Linked DNA regions of Ovis aries: region 2 is linked to region 1. Evidence: chromatin contacts called from public Hi-C data. All regions are on one chromosome and are shown on one strand. The core of a region is the stretch at or near the end of the contact, and the rest is flanking DNA. Distances in the headings are between cores, read along the strand shown. Region 1 overlaps NOTCH2 (notch receptor 2). Region 2 has its middle 32 kb from the start of SEC22B.

The links. A called contact is a pair of places that touch in the nucleus more often than the background predicts.
Region 2: a contact with region 1 is called in a Hi-C map of liver, with 2.0 times the contacts expected there. The contact joins two enhancer-like sites. A contact is called at or near these places in 9 of 16 Hi-C or Micro-C datasets (blood, liver, omental adipose tissue and 3 more).

Annotation. Positions count from the first base shown.
Region 1 is chr1:97,459,881-97,464,551 of ARS-UI_Ramb_v3.0, reverse strand. All of the region lies in intron 1 of NOTCH2 (notch receptor 2), which reads left to right. Among named protein-coding and RNA genes, the nearest start is that of NOTCH2, 41 kb to the left of the region's middle. Within about 2 kb of position 2,386, at least 22 of the 54 cell types and tissues checked have an H3K27ac peak or open chromatin away from gene starts, as enhancers often do. A contact at or near this core is called in liver, where this site is marked.
Region 2 is chr1:97,553,659-97,558,329 of ARS-UI_Ramb_v3.0, reverse strand. No RefSeq gene overlaps it. Among named protein-coding and RNA genes, the nearest start is that of SEC22B, 32 kb to the left of the region's middle. Within about 2 kb of position 2,324, at least 9 of the 54 cell types and tissues checked have an H3K27ac peak or open chromatin away from gene starts, as enhancers often do. A contact at or near this core is called in liver, where this site is marked.

The DNA.
Region 1 (4,671 bases), core at 1,137-3,636:
TTTCCCTCCAAGAGGGTTCCATTGAAAATCACCATCACCAATAAAAAGCAAAAGGTGACACATGGTAAATACATTTTTTAGAGAACCACAGAGGGTGAGCTATCTCCAGAATGAAATTTGTTCCTTGAGGGCAGAGACCATGTCACACGCATCCCTTCCCTGGCCTCTGCCCAACATGTGGTCAGCCGGGCAGCAGGTCCTTCCTGGTCGTGGCACCTGTGACTCCTGCTCTGCCTGCCCCAGCTTTGGGACATTCTGGAAGACAGGTGATGGTGAGTTAGAGGTGTGTCCTTACAGTCCTTTCTGCTTTGAAAAGATCAGTTAAAGGTGGACCCCACCTATACGCTTTTATGCTATCTCTTTCTATTAATTAATGGGTAGTTGGAAGTTTCCTCTTTGTTGACTTATTTGTTGGGAGGAACTTTAAAAATTCACCTAGTCCTTCTATCTGTCCCATGGTGATTCTGATCCTCTTAGAACACCCTGGTTAACATGTAGCCTGCCTTTTTTCTCCTTGATCATCTCTTCTGATAGACAGCTCCCTCTTTCTGGAGGCAGATGAGTCTGGATTTGGACAGCTGTAATTCTTTGAAAGATCTTCTTATATTCAGTTGTAATCTTCCTCCTTATGACTTGCACCCACTGGCATCTTCTTAGGAATTTGTCTCAAAGAGTCCTGAGCCTTTTGTGTTAGGGATCCAGAGGTACCCTTTACTGAACTGACACCCACCCTTCCGTGAAAGGAGTTAAACCCAGTGAGGACCTTGAAGATGATCCCATCGGGGAGATTGCTTGGGTTAATCATTGTAGCCCTATATGTTTTGTACCACCCTTTCCAGATGGCAGTGGTGGGAGGAAAGCATTTGTTGAGCAGTGTTTCCCCAATCTGTTTTATAATAAGAACACCTGAGGTCTTCTCCTGGAGATTCCGATTCAGTGAGTCTGGAATAGTGTCTGTGAATTTGTATATTTAAGAAATTGAGTCAACAATTATGTCTTATTTTCCAAATCATATTCATTTTTTATCCCTAATATTATACTTTTATTATCATAAAATCTAAAGTATATGTAACATGTGGAATATTATTAGTGTTTCATTTTGGAAATAAACTATTCTTGAGACTAAGCAATTAAAAAAAAAAAGAAATGGCCAGGTAACTTTTATACTAGGGAAATTTTGGAATCACTGCAGAGAATCTAGGAAAGCTAAGGGCTTTTTTGTTTTGTTTTTGTTTGTTTATTCTTTGATAATGCTAGAGATGGATTGCTTTGACTGTGGGTCCTGTGGTCACTTTTTTCTGCCTTGAAAGTGCCTGCTTCTTATTGAATGCCTAGCTCATTAGGGAGAAGAAAGCCACTCTGGTATCCTTAAAAGGCTAATAAAATTATTTAGTTGTAAAAAAGTGGGGTTTTTGGGCAGTCTATCCAAAGTCTTAGGACTGCCATGTGTGTGTCATGTATGAGTTTGGTGGATGCCTCCTTGTCCCTCCATCAGGATATTACCTGAGATGCCAGAATACATAAAAGTTCCAGTTTTCTTGGTATCTGTTAAGGAATTCTGACCTCAGCCCTTGTGAATGATGCTGGGTCTTTGAGGATGTCTGTCTTGTTGACCCATGAACACATATCTGATGTCAGGGATTTCCCTCAGATATGTTAGTGAAAAAAATGTAAAGGTCATTCCTTTCAGGCAGTCCTGCTTTTGGGGTGTCTGGGCTGCAGCAGCAAGTAGAATAAGGAAGGTAAGATAAAGGGGGTCTGGAGGACTTCTTGAGCAGAACTGAGCAGTCTGCAAGAAGGGGCTCAGAAGTTCGCCTCTAACAGAGACACTTGGTGTTGCTGTTCGTGATAGGAAGAAGGAAGTGGCTTCAGATCTGAAAGGATACGCTCATGGCCTCTAGATGGGACAAATAGCAGTGTTCGTTGGCAGTGGTAGGAAGTTGGCTGTAGGTCTGTTCTTTCTTTTCTCCTCCCCTGGAGAACCAGCTGTGTGGCAAAAAAATACATTGTGACATTAAAAAGAATAGTAAAGCCAAGAAGCCGGAATGATACAAGCCATAGCTAGGAGTGAACAAAACAAAGCAATTATTGTGTTAATTTGTTTATATAAGTAAATATATACATTTCTATATAATACTCTAGTAGGAGCCTTACTTAGCTCTAAGCCCTAAGCTATAAGATTTAATATCTGTGTAGCTGTGCTGTCTTAGTGGTGTGTTAGGGAGGGCTATGGTGTGTTGTCAACCTTAATTTGTGTGTTTCCCCTAGCATGGCGTGCTAGGCAGTAAGGGTATTCTCCTTTTCTAGCTGTGTAGGAGTCATTGACCAAATGGAAGCTAGAGACCTGCCCCCAGGAGCTGACATCATCAGGGAGACAAGACAGATGAGCACACACAGGAACATGAAGTACAGTTACTTAGTAACTTATCTATACTGGCCGAGAGCAGTTTCCTGCAGTCGGGGTGACTAAGAGCTGTAGGGTTTGGGGGGAGTAAATCTCGAAGCACCAGGGAACAGCGACCCCCAGCTCACCCCTGCTGGGCTTGTCTGCTGTTCTGCTCTTTCTCTGTTGGAATTTAGAAGTATCAAAACTTGACTTGGGGGGAAGACAAAGAGCCCTTTGTTTGGTGGGGGTGTAAATATAAATTTGGCACATGTTGTGGTGTCTATTATGTCTGTTCGTGGGTTTGTGGCAAGAGAGAGGACTGTGTTCTCAGACTTGGATGCCTAGCCTGATCTTGGACAAGTTAAGGTGGAAGGAGCTCCTTTGGAAGATCTGGCTCTCAGTGGCGGTTGCTGAAGGAGCCCCTGGTCATAGCCAGGCAGTGACTGCAGTGCCGTGTGGACACACCCCGAGTTGCTGCCTCAGGTGGCATTGATTAATCATGCTACCATCTCCCTCACCCTCTTGTGCTTGTCTTGGCAAAACCCTGTCCTACCGGCTCCTCAGAGTTTGGGCTTTACTGGATGATTGAATGAACTCTTAAGGGGTTCATTTTACTCTCTTGGCTCTCTTGAACTGTAGGCCAGTTACTACTGTCCAGCTCTGGAGCCCGTGATCTCCCAATCAGGTGGTGAGGGGCCTGTGTCCCTCTTCCCAGTGCACTGAAGGGCCTTCCCCAGAGACCTCTAGGGAGGGCAGTTTCTGGTCTTCAAGGCAGTTCCATCTGCAGGGTATTGGCAGTGACTCTAGTTCTTTGTATCAACCAAACATCATGCCAAGATGGATTCATCATCTCACAAAGGCAGGTTGTATCCATGGGCGTTGCAAAACCTGTTTCTGGGTTAAGAGTAGTGCTCTCACCTCATATATTTATTTATAGGAAGAAAGCCTGGCTGTATTTCATGAGGTAAGGAAAACATGATGATAACATTTTGGTTGGAGTCAGATATTGTCTCCCTAATAATATGGTATCTTTTAACAAATAGTATCCCTTTAAAATACAGTTTTGCTTGCTGACTAAAGCAAAGACTAAAGCAAAGAAGCTGTGGTTACATTCTAAAGTATACTACCTTGTTCAGAGACAGGTGCACTTTAACATTGGTATTTGCTTCTTTTTCATCTCTTTTTACTCTCATCTCTGTTTTGTGAGGCGATTCTGGGAGGCTTTTAAGCCTCAAAGATTAAATAATCTATTTTAACGAGTGCCTAACAGGGAGAGGTTGCTATGCTGGCTTACTTCTTCAACATTCCAATAAGAGAAAAATTGATACTGTTTAAGCACTAATATGTTTTGTTGAGTTTCGGAATATGAATAGTCAGAACACTAGATAGTGTTAAATTGTTTACTTCTCTAAATGGTAAAGTGGTATGCTGCAAAGAAACTTTTGTTTAATTCTCTGCTTTCATGTGCTTTTGTCTATAAAGTGTAGAGACTAACTGAAGTTTAACGACGTGTGTATTTTGATTATTACTTTTTACTGTTTTCTTTGCTGAGAATATGCCTTTATTTGCTAGATCTTTTAAAATTGGAACATGAAGGACATTTACTTTATTAGAACATTTAAAGCACTTTCTAATCTTTATGAGGATTATTAGAGAAAAAAACATGTCTGTAAATCATGCACGTTTGGGATGTTACTATATAAAGTAGTAACAATATGTCATGGTTCCTGTGACATAAACTTTTAAGAGATTGAAGGAAAATCTGGTTGTAACTGAAAACAAACATTGTAACGTTTAAAGGTAGGTTTACATAGCAACAGAATTATTCCTTATGTTTACATGTAATTAACTCATATTTATGCTTTGTTGATTTTCTCTGGCACCTTTACAAGAATCTTTTTGGGCAGGAGGTATTGGGCTTCCCTGGTGGCTTATTGGTAAAGAACCTGCCTGCCAGTGCAGGAGACTGGTTAGATCCTTGGGTCGGGAAGATCCCCCAGAGAAGGAAATGGCAACCCACTCCAGGATTCCTGCCTGGGAAATCCCATGGACAGAGGAGCCTAGCGGGCTGCATACAGTCCATGGGGTCTCAAAAGAGTCGGACACGACTTAGCAATTAAACAACAATTTTTAAAGTAATTATATTTAAGGGTGGTTAAGGAGTTCATCACCAGCTCAATAAACATGAGTTTGAGCAAGCTCTGGGAGTTGGTGATGGACAGGGAAGCCTGGCGTGCTGCAGTCCATGGGGTCACAAAGAGTCAGACACGACTGAGTGACTAAAC
Region 2 (4,671 bases), core at 1,075-3,574, 94 kb before region 1:
AGGTCGTAAAAGTCTCTGTGGCATCTGCCTTGTTCTCTGGGCTCACCTTTCTGGGGAAGTTAGCTGTCATGCCATGAGGACATTCAGGCAGCTCTGCCAAGAGGACCACATGAGCATAAGGGAGGCCTCCCACCAGTGGCCAGCACCATGTGGCTTGCTAGCCATGTGACTGGGCTACCTTTAATTCTCCATCCCCAATCAAGCTTTCAAATGATTGCAGTCAGTATCTGGATAAAACTCATCAAAATAAAAAAACTCCTGAGCCCCCCAAAACCCCAGCTAAACCCACTGAAACTATAAGAAAATAAATGTCTATTGTTTTATTTTTTAAAAAAAGGAAACGCTAATTGTTCAGCAGCCAGAGTTCTAGGGAAGGAGATGGAAAGTGTGGAGAAATGTGTAGTAACTAGATCTAGGTTTTAAACACTGGTGAGGTTGGGAACTGCTTGAAATTGCAGAGTCTCACAGTGATCCAGTCCTTATTACCTCCGAATCTGGAGAGGTGAGATGGCCCTGCTTTTGCAGCTGGAGAGGCAGAGGACAGAAACCAGGGGTTGCCATCTTGGTCTGCAGGAAAAGCTGTTTTGCTTGGCTGGAAGTGGGCACTTATGTCTTCACAGAGTGCCAGACTCACACTTCAGATAACAGAACAGGAAATACGGTGAGTGCAGCAGGGAGGGGAGAGAGAAGGTACTGTGTACCCAAGACTATTAAGTTACCCAGGGGCCTCTCTGCATCACACTTTTCTGTCCCTTAAGCACCGGGGACCGACTATGGGGAGCACTGGGAAGCAGGTGAAACGTGACCTGAAGGTACATCTGTTTCTCTTGCAGCATTCGTACCCCTCTTGTCATGTTCAGCTTCTTACTTCTCTTCAACCCAGAAAATCTTCCAAGATCTAGATCATCAATGAAATTTAAACGGAGGAATATGGGCATCTTGATAGGAGGTGAGGGAAAGAATTCTGGAGTGGATGGACCATCTCTTTCACAAGGCCAGAGCCACAAGTAAAAATGTGTCCTCTGTTTAGTAACCCCAAAAGCTGTAAGTTGGAAGGGATCCTAATCAAGGAAAAAAAGGAATGGAGTTATAGTCAGATGACTTTGTTTTGAAACTCTCCTCCCTCCTCCTTCCTTCCTTTCCTCCCAGAAAGGAGGAGAGGGGAATATAGCCATAGAATAGAATAATTCTTGAAGCTCAGAGGAATGGGGCCAGCTTCCCAAGCCTGAGTGCCCTGCCCAGGGTCTGCCCACTTTTTTCAGCAATCAAGGACATACTTCCTTCTAAACCCTCAAGTTGTGTTTAATAATTATCTGTGATCCAAGCTGCAGGGACAGAGTGACTTTTCTCCCCTGGTGCCATCTTTCAGCTGGTGACCTGCCTTAATACATTCCATTCCTTAAGGAAATTCGTAAGATGAGTACAAAGAAGGGGAGACAGGGAGTGTGAGCTAATTTCTGAAAAAAAAAAAAACTTACTTATGAAAGAAGAGAGAGAGGTTAGAGGGCATGTGAAGTAAAGAATGGATTTTTTTTTTTTTTAAATGAAGAGAGGTTTAGGGATGTGCACAAAGAGTGTAGTGAGAGATCTTAAGCAAGTTACTTCATTCCTAAACATTGATTCTTTCATCTGGGGAAAACAGAAGTTTCTATGAAGATTACAATTAAAATCAAACCCACAGTAACAGCTTGTGCACTGCAAAGCCCTTTAAAATATGTTAATTATTGTAACTATCGTCATCTAGTGACTATACAGATGAGTAAGCCCTAGTCACAGCTGTTTCGTCTCTGTCTCTTGTACTCTGTATGACAGAGCTGTGAGGAAGAGATGAGCTCTTGAGTAGGCAGGGCCGAGACACATAAGGAAGAGGCTAATTAATAGTGGTGTGATATGTTTCTTGTCATGCTTTGAACCTTTGGGGGATGGTGTCTGTGTGTGTGCTCATCCAAATATGTGTCTTACACGATACTTTGCTACCAAATACTACTAAATGTAGCCTATTCTTCACCTTTCACTGTATTCTTATTTTAATTAACATATATTACTTTTAATTCTTATTAAAAAAACAGATACATTTTCGATCTCTCCAAAAGGCTCTAATTTAGAGAAAACATTTTTAGAAATTAAAACTACCCTTCTTGAAATGCAAGGGAATGTACAAATAATATTTAGATATGAATTTTTGCTTAGACAAAGGAGCATTTTCCTAGAAGTTACCTGCTGTTAATCCACAGCTTTTGTAGGAAGGATTAACCTCTTATCTTTTCTGGCTATTTGCAGGATTGCATCATAATTTTGCTTTGAAGCAAAATTGGCCCCAGTAATCATGAGTCCTTTGCCAAACACTTCCCATCAATTCTACCCAGTATTATACACTCATCGAAGCAGTCTTTATCCTCATCATCATTTGCTTTGCCCCTTTCTTTGAGCCATCTCACCCCCATTCCTACACAATTTGCAGTAAAATTATCCTGCGAATTCCACTCCCACCTTTCCCTCCCCTTTTCCATGTGGCTTCCTAACACTGAGGTGATTTATGCCTTCATTTCTTGGTGCACCTCTTTACCCGTCCCTTATCATCCCTCCTCCACTCCTTTGTACTCCTCTTCCCCTGGCCCCTCTGCACCTCCGGCATTTATTCCTACCAATCCCTCAGGCCAGTCCACAGCATGCTCCTTCATGCATTACACGAACAAATGTTTCGAGCGCACTGAACAGAACAACCTGGTGTCTTTTTCCAATAACGAATAAAAATAGCTGTATTCAGATATAATTTATGTCCTGTAAAGTTCACATGTTTAGGGTGTACAATTCAATGTTTGGGCTTCCCTCGTGGCTCAGTGGTAAAGAATCTGCTTGCCAATGCAGGAGACATGTGTTCAATCCTTGGGTCGGGAAGATCCCCTGGAAAAGGAAATGGCAATCCACTCCAGTATCCTTGCCTGGGAAATCTCATGAACAGAGGAGCCTGGTGGGCTATAGTCCATGGGGTCACAAGGAGTTGGACACAACATAGCAACTGAACGACAACAATTCAATGGCTTGTAGTATATATGTAGAGTTTTACATCTATTACCTTAATTAATTTTAGAACATTTTTATTATCCCCCAAAGAAAGCTTATACCAGGTAATAGTCACTCAGTATTTTCCCTCACCATTTCACCCTTTTGTGCCCCCTAATTCTAGGTAACCAATAGTAGACTCCTTCTTTTTATAGATCTGCCTCTTCTAAGCATTTTACGTAAATGAGATCCATACATTAGCGGTCTTTTGTGACTGGCTTCTTTTGCCTACATAATGCTTTTCAGGTTCAACCACACTGTAGCATGTGGTATCTGCACTTCATTTCTTTTTATTGCCAAACAATGTTCAATTGTACAGAATATTTTCGCTTATCCATTCATCTGTTGGTGGACTTTTGGGCTGTTTTCATTTGGAGGCTATTATATGAGTAAAACTACTATGAACATTTATGTGCAAGTTTTTGTATGGACATAAGTAGTTTTTTCTTTTTTTCTTTTTTTTTGGATAGATACCTTAAGGTAACTCTACTTTTAGCATTTAGAGGGACTGCCAAATTGTTTTCCAAAGTGGCTGCACCACACTTCTTATTTTCTCATAAGCAGTATATGAGGGTTCCAATTTCTTCATATCCTAACCAAAATTTGTTAATGTCTGCCTTGCTCATTAAATCTAGTCTAGTGAGTGAGAAGTGGTATCTCGTTGTGATTTTCATTTTCATTTCTTGAATGATTTTACATGTGCTTATTAGCTATTTGTATAAGCATTTTCTTTGGAAAAATATCTATTGTAATTACTCATTTTTAATTGGATTATTTGTCTTTTTATTATTGAATTGTAAGAGTTCTAGATACAAGTCCCTTATCCGATTCATGATTCGCAAATATTTTCTCCCATTCTATGGGTTTCCTTTTCACTTTCTTCATAGAGTCCTGTGAAACACAAAAGTTTTTAATTTTGATCAAGTTCAATTTATCAATCTTCTCATTTATCCCTTGTGCTTTTGGTGTTGTCTCTAAGAAATAGTTGCCTAACTCAAGGTCACAAAGATTTCTTCCCATGTTTTCTTCTATAAGGTTAATAGTTTTAGCACCTACATTTAAGCCTAAAGCTCCCTTTTGAGTTAATTTTTGTGTATGATATTTGGTAGAGGTCCAAATGAATTCTTTTGCACGTGGATATTCATTTGCCCCAACATTATTTGTTGAAAACACTATTTGTTGACAGGACTATTCTTTCCCTATTGTCCTGACTTTTTGTCAAAAATCAGTTGTATCACTTTATAGATTACTAATTCTGTTTCATTGATTTATATGTTGTTGTTGTTCAGTCACTCATTCATGTCTGATTCTTTGTAACCCCATGGACTGCAGCATGCCAGGCTACCATGTCCTTCACCATCTCCTGGAGTTTGATCAAACTCATGTCCATTGAGTTGGTGATGCCATCCAACCATCTTGTCCTCTGTCATCCCTTTCTCCTCCTGCCTCCTATCTTTCCCAGCATCAGGGTCTTTTCCAATGAGTCAGCTCTTTGCAGCAGGTGGCCAAAGTATCAGAGCTTCAGCTGCAGCATCAGTTCTTCCAGTGAATATTCAGGATTGATTTCCTTTAGGATTGACTGGTTTGATCTCCTTGCAGTCCAAGAGA